2 separate regions of the Mus musculus genome follow, and region 1 is linked to region 2. A link is a contact called in public HiChIP or PLAC-seq data. All regions are on one chromosome and are shown on one strand. The core of a region is the stretch at or near the end of the contact, and the rest is flanking DNA. Distances in the headings are between cores, read along the strand shown.

Region 1 (7,464 bases), core at 3,290-5,789, 1.0 Mb before region 2:
CCCTCTGGTTCTCACTCCCCAAGCACAGTCCAGCTTGGGTTTTTTACAGACAATGTCTCTCGGTAGCCTGAGACTTGCTGAGCCAGGCTGACTGTCTGTCCACCTGTCCCTGCCTCCCCAGTGATGGAATTACAAGCATGCTCAGCTTTTTTTTAGAGGTAGGTTCTGGGAATTTGAGTCAGGGTTTGATGTTTGTATAACAAATACTTTAGAGACTGTGCCCATTGCCCAGGCCCTAGTTTGTCTGTTTTCTCAATGCTTCAAATGTTTCTAACCATTTTTTTTTCAACAAGAGAGAAGTGAAAGCCTGCTGATACCCAAAAAAGCAAAGGAAGGGCTGACTACTAGCTGAGTAATTACTGTTAGTGACAGCTTGCAAATTCTGAGGTTCTTTTGGGCTCCAACATTACATAATTTAGAGTGTAATTTGACTACTTTAAATAAATTATAGATTTATGATTGTCATATTGATTATTTTTTATGGCATATCATTTATCACAGCCAGCCATATATCAGTTAATGGTGAGGATCTGGCCTATAATGGGATCTCCCCAATAAGAACCATGGAATATGATCTGTCTTGGATTGGTCTAGGATATAGCAACTTTTATAGATCAAGCTTTTATAGAATAGTATACAACTACCCCTTAATTGATTAAAGATGCCCCTTAACTAACTGTGCTTTTGTAATGCTATTATGCCAGCTGGGGTTGTCAGTACTTGATAAAGAGTTTATCTAGAGGGTCACCTTTGTAATTTGTAATTTGTTAGTGACTCTGTGTTTAAAATTCCCAGAGGGTTAACAACTGTTACAAATTATTCTTTAGAAACAGAGCAAAGGAGGACATAGCTGCAAGGGATGCTCGCAGCTGAGGTGCAAATTATAAGTATCTGAAACTTTAGATATTGACCCTTTTCAGAACTTTGGTTGGGATTTATTGATTACGTATCCAAACCTATCCACTATACGTACAACATTTCACCACGCTGAGGATCTGAAGGAAGAAGGTACTTTGAGGCTCCGTGTCCCATTGTAGCCTTTTATCAAAGATGTTCAGCCGAGTGACAGCTTTCAAGCTTTGATGCCTTGTAAGCAATAGGGTCTCTGCCTCCACAGTCCTGGACCACCATGGCTGGGGACAACTCTACCATGTTAGTTAGTTTCAAAGTCTAAATCCTGATTATCTCCAAACACTTGTTTATCATTTATGCAGATGAAAACTTATGCTTGGTATGGGATTCAAAAAAGTCTCACAGAACAGAAAACATTGGGCATGCACAAAGATCATGATTTATTCTTCATCTTTTCCATATTGGAATGCTTAACATCTTTTTTTTTTTTTTTTTGGCTTTTCAAGACAGGGTTTCTCTGTGTAGCCCTAGCTGTCCTGGAACTCACTTCCATACACCAGGCTGGCCGCAAACTCAGAAATCCACCTGCTTCTGCCTTCTAAGTGCTGGGATTAAAGGTGCGCACCACCACTACCTGGCAATGCTTAACATTTTGCCTTTTAAATTCGCTCGGAAACTTCTTGAGAGTCAGAGACTCCACCCCACCCCCATGATATATATTTATTCTTTGACTGATCCGTGCTAGGAAGTACCTATTTACTTAGAAGAGTGGACCCTCTTCTCTAGGGACAGCTGCAGTGCCGAGTGTTCCCGGGATATCTGTAGTTACTAGATTAAATAAGTCACTCAACTTTTCTTGGCCTCTGTCTCCCTGTCAGAGATGAAGTTTTCAAACAGGAGTTTATGTTTTTAGATTAAGACAAATCTTTTAAAAAACAAAAAACCCAAAAGCTGTTGCACACCACAGTTGTTGCATATGTGTGTGTGGTGTGTATGATGTGTTTTTCCATTTATTTGACACACATATATGTAGAATAAAACCATAAATGGACAGAACCAAATCTTGACGCATGCTCACAAATGTCCACTACTAGTCTATGAAATCTCCTGAAGGCTAAGATGAAGATGAGTCAAATCTCCATTACCGACTACACTCAGATGCCCAGGACCCTCAACTGTCTACTACCATTTTGATTTTCTCCTTAGAATGACCCACAGGAAGGAGAGACGGGGCACACAAGATTCATTTTAAGGTTCTTTTCTTTGAAGAGAAAATAGACTGATTTCAACAAACAATGGATTCAAACCATATAAAACAGCAAAACCCGATTCTTTCGAGACAAAACGACTAAGAAACCTGCTCTAGAACATATCTCAGCATCAGAGGCTACAATACTCATCTGTGCTTGTGGGCATGCGCAGAGCTACTGACCTCGCTCCCGGGAAGTGAAGAACAGGAGTTCCTGCGCACAGCTGGTCTTACCTAGAGAATAGAGAGAAATACTGTTAAAATCCCTCTGCCTGCCACCAGCCCACAGGAACTCTTTTTTTTTCTCTAACATACTTTGTATCTTTCTCCACAGGCGAGGATGGGCAGAGTCTGACTAACTTTGGTTTATGCTCTGTGTACACTGGTATTTCTTTGGGTCAAGTATCTCCTGAAATAGCTATGTTAGCATTTTATAGCATTCGAAGAAGTATATTTCTGAGCATTTGGGGATGATACAGAAAAAGCACTTAGCCACAAATGGATGGTAAGCACAGTGAAAACTCACTGGTTTTCTCAAATAGACAAGGGAGTGGGAGATTTTCTTAAAAAAAATTGTCATTTTAAAACACCATCTTAACCCCAACACAATGAATTCTGGTTTCTTCTGTTATTATTATTATTATTAATTATTTTCTTTTTCTGTAGAAGTAATAAGTCGGTAACATCAACCAGGCTACTTGTGTGCATCCTTGTGAGCATACATAACCCTGTACCTTGGGATGCCCGTGACCTTCACAACTTTGGAACATAGAGACTGTTGATAGAGATGGGCTAAAGCCTCCCACCATGGGAAGGAATGGATCAAACCCAGACCCCCATTGATTTTCAAATATGATCCAGGAGTCTCATCAAGAATCTTGTTTAATATGATAATTGACTGCTTGCTTCCCCTGTGGGGACAACACTCAGATGTTACTGACAGTCCAAAGATTGAGTTTGTCTAATGGGAACCACTGGTTCTCATAGGCGTCCCAAAGATCACTGAAGATGAAATAATACACTGAGTCTCAAAAGAGTGTTTAAAAGTGAACTTATGAGCCTGTTGGTGGCTTATTATCTGCCCTTGGCCAAGCTGAATGCCTCTGGAAGCATGGCATGGTTTGGAGTCTCTTGTATGTTTTTATGGCAGGTAGCACAACCTACAGAGAACCTCATGCTGAAACCCCAGGCTGAGTATTCAGTAGTTTCCCCAAAAGCACAGACCAGGGAGATTCAGTCAGGATGTCTCCTCTGCTTGCTACTATCTAGCGTTTCCCAGCTTTCTGTAACTTATCAAGCTTAATGCATGCCTCCACCCCCAATGCCCCAGCATATGTGTACAGGCAGTCCCAAAGGCGCAGCTCTTGTGCTGACGTGCAAAGCCAACTCAGAACCCTGTGCTTGGCTCTCCCTCCTAACTTTTCTGGCTTGTCTGAGTCTAAATATTGACTTTGCTCCTCCGTTGAGTAGTTTGATATGGGATGGAAACCCCACGGCCAACAGTGGAATCAAATGTTATATATACATTTTTTACACAGTCTTGCCTTCCTTCCACTTTTTTGGGGGTGGGTGTGAGTGTGGATCTCTTCTGTGTCTCTCCCCCTACCCCCTGGCTGTGAACCTAGCTGAACACTTAAGTTGAGGTGTGTGCAAGCCCCTCACAAGGCAGCGTGTATTGTTGGCACAGCAACTCACAACAGACTCCCTAGACACAGGGCTAGGGGGGAGGGGAGGGAGAGGGGCGTCATCGTGCATCCAAAGACACTGCTTGGGGCAGGGCAAACACCCAAGGGCTCAGAGCACCCTGCTTCTCGCGTCCCAAGTTCCCCACCAGAGTCCTTCGAGGAAAAGGCGCCTTTCCCCGGGGGCGCGGCAGCACCCGGCCCTGGTGCAACCGGACTGCTAAGGTGCCTGTTGTACGTGTTGTCTGCCGCTACAAGTTAGGGGTGCGGCCGGGGCGGGTGCTCTTCCACATCTCTTCAGCTCACTCCTCTGGGAGGGGACTGTCCCCCCGCATCCCTTCAGCTCACTCTCGCAAACGTTGCTGGGGGAGGGTGGGAACATGGGCCGGGGTCCCCACCTGCCACCCGCGAGGCAATCGGGAGCTGGTGAGGGTGCTCCGCTGCTCACTGGGACACTCAGCACGACACAGCCACCTACCCTGCAGCCGAGCGAGACCTGGCTCCCTCCGCCGCTCAGCAGCGGCCCCCGCCGCGCGCGCTCGCGGGGACGCCGGGACCCTGCGCACCGCGCGCCACCCGCCCGGCGTGGCACAAAGGCAGCATGGCCCAGCCGCACCCGGCCGCGTCCGCGTCCCGGCGCAGGCCACGGGACTCGTCCCCAGGTCGCTGTCGCCGCCAGCCCTGCCCTCCTCCCGCCCCCTTTCCTGGCCAGGCGGGGCACCGGGCGGAACCCTGCGCCCGGGCACGGAGCGAGCAAAGCGGTGGCGGCCTCCGATCGCTCTCTCTCTCTCCACCGTGACGTGAGCAGCCTTGGCGGCTATTTATAACCACACGATTGGATTTCATTCATGAAACCAGGGCCTGGTGTGTCTGAGCTGTGGGACGCGAGGTGGCGAAGGTGCTGCGGCTGCACGCACACCGGAGGGGCCTGGGCTCCAGGGCCGGGATCAGCGTGCGTCCCGCTACCCCGGGGACCCGGCCTTAAGCCAAGCGGAGATCAGAGCAGGGCAGGGTGTGTGCGAGCTGTCCCCGCGCCCCCTCCCCGCAGCATCCCACCCACTCCCGAACATCCGCTGGCCCTCAGTCCTGGGCTCAGGAAAAGTAAGTTGGGCCACTAACCGGCTGGGCAGCATAGCTTTCTTCCCCCTAGGAACTGACCGGCCGCGGACTCCGAGGGAGGACATTGGCTTTTGTTTCAAAACCGAGCCCAGCTGCTGACTAAGCGCTGCGCTGGCCCAGCCTCCTCCCCTGGGCGCTGCACGTGCGGGCTGGCTCTCCCCCTCCTGGTCACCTTCCCCTGCACCGGGCTCAAGGGGTCCCGGCAGGGGGCGGGGGGGGGGGACGCCCAGCTTTTCCCCCCACCCGGTCCTCCCCACCCCCACCTCCCACCCCGAAATCAGCTGTTTTAGAGAGGCTGGGGGGCGGGGGGGGGGAGCTGAAACTGATTTCGGCCTCTTCTGGGTCTGCAGGAAATCTTGGAAGGGAAAACCAGTTTCGGGGACACTGTGGACTTTCAAGCCGATTGTGAGTTCTGGGGGCAGAGTTCTGGTTACTTTTCACGGATCCGCAGAAGAACTGCCTAGGTGCCTAGGGGTGTCTGGCATCACGCGATGCTCTAAGGAGGTGACAGGGAACTGCAACTAACTTGGCTCCTGTCCGCAGGGAACTTTCAGTCCGCCTTCTCAACTGCCTGTTAGACTGGGCTGTGTAATCCGCTCACTCTAGTCCTGCAACGAGACGAGACAGCTGGCGGATTAGGATGTGAATGCCTTCAACTAGGGATGTGCTACGTTTATAAAACCCTTCTAAAGGCTGACATGGAGCACACAAAAAATGGCCACGCTACATCCTTGGCCTCCATCAGTTCTTAGCTAAGGCCTTGCCAGCATCTCGAAAGGGTGGGAAAGATAGATAGCCGTATTTTACTGTGAGGACGGTTACTTAGGGCTATCCTTCAACTTCCCTTAAAAAAATGAATAGCAAACAAAACCCTCTCTCACAGTAACGCCTCCGTCCCTCCTTTTCAGGAAACCACATTTGGTTTTCTTAGATGGACTTCTCTTCCTCCCCAGGATCTCTGGTTTCCAGTCTCTTTGGCAATTTCCTGCCCCTCCCTTAGATCCTCCCATAGCTGGTCTCCAACTCTCGCTATGTTGCCAAGGCTGGCCTTGAACTCCTGCAACCTCGGCCTTGCAGGTTTGTACCACCAACAGGCTAAGCAAACGAAATGTTTTTAAATAAGAAAATGTTGTGCAGGCAACCTGCGGTATTTAAGCAATCCTTAATGTACTGTTGTGGTTGGAGATGGGGTCATCAAGGCCATAACCTTTTGATGCTAGCAAGAGAAGGAAGGAAGAAGTCAAATTCCCGTGTCTGAGGAGTTCAAGGTGGATCGTGACTGAATATGGTCATTTGCTTGGCAAGGGGTAGACTCCCCTCAGCCTGCTTTAAAAGGACACCATGTTGAAAGACTCAATCAATAGATACTCTCTCCAGGAATATATTAGGGAAAGTTAATTAACCCCGTTGTTGCTAACTAGCTACTTCTCGGCAAGTCAGTTCTTTTCAAACTACCTTGGGGCACCGAGGAATAGAACAGTAACTAAGAAATGGGAACTTAGAAACTAAGAAATATGTATTGTGGCCCCAAGTGCAGCGGGGAATGGCTTTCCTCTCTTTTTTTTCCTTAAGATTATTATACCACCACAACTGATGAGGCAGGCCATTGGAACCATTTTACAGATGGGGTAACTGAGGCAAGGGCAATTTGCATTTTTTCAGTATTGTTAGTGGTTGACTTTTGTGCCCCAGGGTCATCGAGGGCTGGCTTTATTTTATCACTAACCTTTGTTGTAACATCCGGTCCCCTTCAGGTGTCTTTCACTTCCTCAGTCACACATTCAAAAGATGAACCTGCCATAACTTTCGAAAAATGCCAGGCATAATGGCATGCCCCTGTGGTTCCCCCACACTGCCAGAGGTAGAGACAGCAGGATGCCTGGGGCTCACTGGTTCTAAAGCCTCTCTGATTCAGTGGCCCCTAGTTCCTGTGGGGGAGGGGGGAAGGGACAGATCCTAAGGAACAACCCCAAGGTTGACCTCTGAACTCCACAAGTACGTGCACAGGCGAGTGCCACCCTTTACCACCCCTCCCCCCACATGGCAGCATATGCACACACCTGCACATATTTCTGAAGCATCAGAGAGGTTGTAAGAGTAGAAAGACACCTAGTACTGTGCATACTCTTGGGGTGCCTGACCATCTCCTGAGCCCCCCCCCCCCCCCCCGACCATCCTTGTAGAGTGGATAAGGAATGCCTACTAGCCATTTTGCTACCATTTTTGACCTCATGGCATACCTAAACTTGAGGGGGAACTGATCTGGAGAACTTCCAGGAAAATAAATTGCTACTAATGGAGATTTCAGAGACAGCAGAAGAAAAAAAAAAATTACTGGAACTTTGTACCAAGCAAGGACAGGGATGTCAAGAAGACACTGCCATCGACATGCGGGGCCCATGGTGCCCCAAACTTCACACACGGGACCTCTGATTCATGAAGGTGGGAGGAGTGGGCATACAGCATGGACCGTGACCGCCGGCAGAAAAGAGGGGATAAAAGCAAAGCGGATAGCGCAGCTTCACGCAAGAGCTCAGCTGTGCTCCAGCCCACCAAAGAACC
Region 2 (6,716 bases), core at 845-3,344:
TTGCATTCTGCTGCTCATTGTAATACACAAAATATTTGTGCACAGAGCGAAACGCACTGATAGCGCTCAAGATGAGCTATTTCAAGAAAGGAAGGCTTGTTGTGCTAAGAGGAGATAAAATACATTTTTATGAGTGGTAATGTCAGAGAAAGCCATCCATCTTATTTTGAAATAGTTTTAAAGGAGTGGCTAGATAGTTGACCTCTGAAATGATTTAAATAGATTCAATGGGGTGGGAGGAAGGATTCCATGTCTAAAATAGTATGCTCTGCTATATATTGGCTATTGTAAGTCATCATCCAAAGATGGCACTTAGTGCCTGGTCATCTGGGACAGAGGCCCCTCTGTGTAGGATCACCCAAGCTGTCAACTTCCAGAAGACCTATTCTCCAGTCTTTGAGTCTATTCCAGCTCGTTAACACCTCTATCCCAAGGCTGGCAGAGAAAAGTAGAGGAAGAGGAAAAAAAAAAAAAGAATCACGTTAGTTGCTCTTAATAGCCTTTGCAAAGGCCAGCTCATGGCTGAGATAGAAGCCAGTGGTGGGAAGAAAATGTAAGATTTTTCTGCTTTCTGTTGTAGGCTCCCTTTCCTGCCTCGGCACAGCTAATCAATATTTGACTTAAAGACGTTTCAACGAACTTGACGCTGGAAGGCCTTGCTGACATAATCGTGTATTATGTCTTCCCGTTAAACTCCCAGAAATAGGGTGAGCACCGGAGAGTTAAATGGTGTCCTGCCTCCCCATATCTGAGGGAGACTCTCTCCTGGGCTATTGCTCCTAATCAGGGGTTCCACAGCAGGTGACAACTTTTAATTCACCTTCAGAGCTAGCCATCTCTGTGACAACTCTGTGGTATGATCACGCCTTCTGGCCCTGACCTGGTGACATTCGGTATTAATGAGATTGGCAGGTTGGGCTGTGACTGTGTTTACGTCTTTGTGTGTTGCTATACTTACAGTTCACCCAGAACAATCTGGGGCCAAGGTTTGCTCTTATCAGGATAGGTGGCTGGTTGACACCACCTCACAGATTCTATTAGAAGGGACAATAGAGTCATTCTTCAGTGTGGGCAGTCCTTAGCCACCCTTGCTGATATGTATTCTTTAAAGCACCCTGGCTATGCCACCCTCCCATTTCAGCCCCACTTTTGGACCAACCACGCAGCTCAGAGATTTGGGGCTTTGTCTTGGAAGCTCCTCCATCAATCAGAATTCCAAATTGACACTGTTAAGGTCCCCAGAGGTGTTGAGGGTCTGGATTCAGCAATTATGGTGAATAAAAACCTTGCAGCTAGCTAGGGCAAATGCCAGAATTCCAACTACTAACAGTGGAAAAGGGAAGTGGTTTATGTTAGACTATGGTCATACTCTTCTGATTAAACCCACTCAAAAAAAAAAAAGAGAGAGAGAAAGAAAGAAAGACAACACTGTAATATTTTCCAATGACTGTTTATCATGAATTACGTCAGCCTTCATTTAAGTTGCTATTATTTCTCCTTAATGCTTCTCTGGTGCCTACATAATTCACCACACTGGCAGCCTTGGGACTATGAAATAAGCTTTCACAGTGTCCATACAAGGCGTGGGTTTTTTTTTTTTTTGGTTGTTGTTGTTAATTATTATAAAACTCCTTTAACTTTTTACAAAGTGGCATAAAATATTGTTGAGGTATTTATGGCTCAAACGACATGGCTCTATTTTGCTCCTGGCTAGTTCTTAACTAAAGCAATCATTTGTGGTTATTAGAGCTGCCAGAGATATTATGTCAGAACTGGTTTAAGACTATTATGTATCACATGTCAGTACTTGAGGCTGCCTTTCAAAAAAAAAAAAAAAAAACCAAAAAAACAAAAGCGTGATTTTCATTTGCGTTCTTCCAGGGATCAATGATTTATAAGCTAACTGGAGTTCATTCCAAGGTGTACCCATCACCTGGGAGCCTGTCTCAAACCTCCCATCATCCGCTTGGAGTCTCTTTCCTGTGGATCTAAAAAAAATCTCTCCAAAGCAAACGTTGGCAAAGGTTGAGTTCCAAGCGAAGATTTGTTTCTAGGGAGTCATGGAATTAGCTGGAACTGCTTAATGGCCCGTGGCTAGGCTAGTTCTGAGTCCCTGAGTGTGTAGGTTTTTTCTGTGTAGATTTCCTAAGTGTTGAGACCAATGGTTATGACCTTCTGAAGGGGGGGAGGGGGAACAGTCCCCACTCATGGGTGAGCCTGCCTCAGATGCTCAAACAGCCTACCCCAGCTTTGTAAAGACAGTTCTTGGGTGAAGGACAGTATGGAGAAAGGCAAAGAACCAGGTCTGGGGTTCCACAAAGCTGCTCTTCCAAGCAAACTTTCTATTAATATGGTGCTCTGCTGAGCTGCAAATACTGTGTGTTCCCTCCTCGCTTATTTAAAGCAAGAAAGGAAGGGCGTGCCAGAACATTCTACAAAGAACGAAAACACATTAATGACTCATGTGAACAATTACTGATTTTTCTTAACATATAATTTCTTAATTACTGTCAACCAAAATAATTTGCATGATAATATCCTCAAGCCCCTCCCCCCAAGTGGTGTTTCATAGTTTTAGCTTGGGGATCAAAGAGTCTGTTTGATCAATAATCAGGGAAATTTAACTCCTTCCTTCTGACTGGATCCACAGGAAGCTGACAGGAGATATCTTCACAATAATTACCTCCAACACAATGGGGGGAAAAAAAAGAAAAAAAGAGCTCTCCAGTAAAGTAAACAGCTCTGGAAAGGGCTGCAGGCGGTTTCTTTAGCTTGAATTCAAGGAGGAAATTGTGACTTTTGTGAAACTTGCATAAATTTACATGTATCCTGTCAGAGTTTTAAAATTAGACAACATGCCTGAGTGCCCTGGAAATGAGTCTGCCATCCAGATTTAGAGAGCTTTTAGCTTTTTTAATTAAAGGCATTTCACAAGCCAACACCAGAGACACGAAGAAAATTACGTATTACATAAGAACACAGCAACCTTGGAGATTTAGTGAGTGAATATTTTGGATTTAGGAAGGAGATAAAAGGTGTGAAGGGAGCAGTTATGGGGAATTTTTTAAGGTGTTAAAAAAATTTTTTTTTTTTTCAGAGAAGCGAAAAGGCCAAACTGCCACTTGCTGTAGCCCTGGTTCTGGAACTGGTTCAAAGCTCACAGAACTGACTGTGAGTTTGTGGTGGTTGTTAATGAGCACTTGTGGCAGTGAGCTGGGATCATGGATTTGTTATGAATAGATATATTCAGATATATTCACATGCATATATTTGTATATGTATATGAAATTCATATATATATATATATATATATATATATATGGAATTCAGAAGACAGAAGACAAGACTCATTACCACAGCAGATTATGAAAACCCCAAACAGTATGGTTATCATTGTGATAACCATATTTATCCGCTGCTCTGCCTCATATCCCACAACCCCTCTTTCTAAATGCCTTAATAATGCCTGATAATGAAATACTGTTATTGGCCATGTTAAACCATTTAAAGAAACTTAGACTAAATACTGTCAGCTCGTGTTTGCTTTCCTGGCGTGCTCATTTATTGAGAAATTTGGAATGAATGTTAAACATCTGGGCATAGCTTGGTGCACGCAAAGCCATCTTTAAAATGTGTATATTTCAGAACTTCTTTAGTGTATTTATTTAGAAATCTGGGAGAACTCTGTAAACATGTTGGAGGATATGGGTAACATTTGAATATGAAAGAGAAAGTCGGTGTAATTGAAAACCTAAATTTCATTTTCTATAACTATTACTCTGTTGGGAAGGACGACTTCTAGGGTGAGAGAAATCCAGGCTATGGTCAGGGCTGTTTATGGAGCAGTACCTCCCCATGTCTTATACCATATATATGAACCAGAAAAGCCCCCATTCTGGCCCCTTCTGGGTATGAGATATGATGTTTATTTCTTTAAAAAAAATAAAGAATTGGTTATTTCAGCACTTTAAGATATGGTTGGAGTTGCACTTGCCAGCTGCGTAGATAAACTGGAGTACAGCCAGGCCTACACACTGCAGTGCTAACTGCCTTTGGTTCTAGACAATTAACACATATGTTTTAAAGATCTTTTTAACTTTATATATATTTATATATGTGTATGTGCCCCCCTCCCCCTCTCCCTCTCCCTCTCTCCCTCTCACTTTCCCTCTCACTCTCTCGCTCTGTGTGCACATGTGCCACGTGGATATAGATGCCTGTTGAGGCCAGAAGAGATTATCAGACCTTCTAGGTCTAGATGACCAGTGACTATCAGCTGCCCAGTGTGGGTGCTAGGAACTGAAGTAGGGTTCTCTTGCATGTGTTCCTAACCATTGAGCCAACCCTCCATCCTATAGTCTGTATACTTTGTAGCCCAGCCTTTAAGACACTGATCCCATTGACACAATTGTGGTATTTGGGAGATGGTACAGTGTAGGAATCAGAAAGACAAAGTTATTAATGTATCACAAATGCGCTCCACTGTAGAAGTACAAAGAAGAATGACCATAATGGCAGAGTTTTCAGGTCTAAATTTTCCATTATGTGTGTCTCTCCTGGTAGCGGGTCTGAGGACCCAGGGCTACCTGTAGACTGGAAGCCCACTCTGAATTGTTCATTGTGATGTGGTTCATTGTGAATCTAGCTTTGCAGCATAGACCAGGCTGGACTCCAAAAGTTTTAATATCTTCCAGACAAGGTGCAGCTGAGATCTAAAGACCCTGATTATAGGAACAGCCATCTCTTGGGGCACAGAGGTTTTGTGGTGGGGACAGTTCTGGTCCATGGTGGTTGCTTCAGAGTTAGGGCAGGTTTTATTATTATTATTATTATTATTTTGTTTTAAAACTACAATTTAATTACATTACTTTCCTCTTTCCATTTTCTTCCTCCGGCCCTTCCCGTGTATCCCCAACCCCCAATGGCTCTGTCTCAGATTCACGGCCCATGCCTCCTCACTGGGCCACATTAACATTGTGGGGGGAAGCATGGCGGACCCAACTCCAAGCAAAGAACTAGGAGCATCTAAAGAACACTGAGAGAGGAAAACTTCAGTCTTCTCCAGAGAAGAGCACCACCCCACCCCCATTAGCCATTGAATACCGAGTGGTCAGCCCTGAACATTTACATTCATTTTATTTTTAAAATTTATTGGAAGGAGTGTGTGAGTGCCACAGCACGGGTGTGGGAGCCAGAGCCCAAGTTGGTGGAATTGGTTCTGTCCTTCCTCCACCTTCACGTGGGTTCTAGGGAGCCAGCCAGGATTCAACATGGGTCATGAGGCTTGAGTGACAAGCACCTTTGCTCTGGCGAGTCATTCTGCTGGCCCATCATACCATCCTTGGTCCCTAGCCCTTTGCTTATGGCTTCCATAAGTGCTCATTTACCATTATATAATTAGGAGGCTGTCATCAACAAAGATAAAAATTGATGTATTCTCCTTGGGCAGATATCCCCTGGGCCTTCTAAAGAACTGAAACATGGTAGCTCTGGAGAGATACTTTACTGGGTAAATGGGTTTTTTTCTTCCAAATTGTGGAGATCTGATGTTGGATACCCAGTATGAAAGCCCTTGACATGTCTCAGAAAATGAGGTAGAGGGTCTGTAAGGTGAATAAGGAGAGGAGGGTCCTTCCCTTCAGACCTGGCAACCTGAGTTTGTTCACCCGAACCCATGTGCTAAAAGCTGGGAACTGATTCCTGATGGTTATGCAAGTTGACTTCTAATGTCTGTCCACACCATGTTGTGGCCTATGCACATGTATACACACACACACACACACACACACACACACACACACACACACACACACACACAGAAGTGCATGCACCCACACACAGATGCACATACACACACAATAAATAAGTGAATGAATGAATGAATGAATGAATGAATGAATGAATGAATAAGGAATATGTATATGAATTTTTAAAGAAAAAAAAGGAGGCTGGCGAGCCGTGAAGAAAGACCTCTGGAGTTGACTTCTGGCTTCTGCGCATACACATGTACACACAGCGGGTAAGAGGCCAAGGGAACTGAAATGACAGAAAAGAACTAAAACTATGCTACCTGGCATGGAAATTGAGGGGAATGTAAACTGTAAGTAACTTATTTCAAAGGAGAACCCCCACATGTACAGCCCACAAGGATCTAAAACTGCAATTCCAAGGGTCAGTTTGTTCAATAACCCATAGAACCAGAGTGTTACCCCATCTATTACTTATTGATTGATCCATTGATTAGTTGCAACTTGATGAGGCTTCTGGAACAATAAGATACTAGAAAGAAGTGAAAAAAGATGAGCCTCTGTCTCTTTCTCTAGTGTGGGCTACCATAGCCTGAGGTCAGTCTCCCGTCCTTTTCCTCAACACGCAAAGTGTGGCAGATATACTTAGTGGTTGGAAGCCCTTGATGTGGCCAAGTCTTTTTTTTTTAAGATTTATTTATTTATTATTATATGTAAATACACTGTAGCTGTCTTCAGACACACCAGAAGAGGGCATCAGATCTCATTACAGATAGTTGTGAGCCACCATGTGGTTCCTGGGATTTGAACTCAGGACCTCTAGAAAAACAATCAGTGCTCTTAACTACTGAGCCATCTCTCCAGCCCCTTTTCTTAATTTTTTTTTGGTTTGTTTTGTTTTTGTTTTTTCGAGACAGGGTTTCTCTGTGTAGCCCTGGCTGTTTTGGAACTCATCTATAGACCAGGCTG

The links. HiChIP or PLAC-seq counts read pairs in DNA pulled down with a chosen protein or histone mark.
Region 1: a FOXA1 HiChIP or PLAC-seq map of pancreatic cancer cells shows a contact between it and region 2. The contact joins the promoter of A930033H14Rik here to the enhancer-like site in region 2. A contact is called at or near these places in 4 of 39 promoter capture datasets (the 3T3-L1 cell line, the C10 cell line, embryonic stem cells and 1 more) and 4 of 115 datasets of contacts at active chromatin or transcription factors (acute myeloid leukemia, embryonic forebrain, embryonic stem cells and 1 more).

Annotation. Positions count from the first base shown.
Region 1 is chr10:69,210,173-69,217,636 of GRCm38.p6, reverse strand. It overlaps A930033H14Rik (RIKEN cDNA A930033H14 gene), which reads left to right and starts at 4,539. Exons shown (of 2, transcript NM_001331193.1): 1 at 4,539-4,884; 2 at 5,253-7,464. The coding sequence starts at 4,632. The coding sequence ends at 5,311. It overlaps Rhobtb1 (Rho-related BTB domain containing 1), which reads right to left and starts at 4,443. Exons shown (of 11, transcript NM_001252637.1): 1 at 4,262-4,443; 2 at 2,285-2,335.
Region 2 is chr10:68,161,624-68,168,339 of GRCm38.p6, reverse strand. The region is part of intron 4 of Arid5b (AT rich interactive domain 5B (MRF1-like)); the gene reads left to right. The region is part of intron 1 of Gm51770 (a long non-coding RNA gene); the gene reads right to left. Among named protein-coding and RNA genes, the nearest start is that of Gm51770, 14 kb to the right of the region's middle. Within about 2 kb of position 2,094, at least 112 of the 459 cell types and tissues checked have an H3K27ac peak or open chromatin away from gene starts, as enhancers often do. A contact at or near this core is called in pancreatic cancer cells, where this site is marked.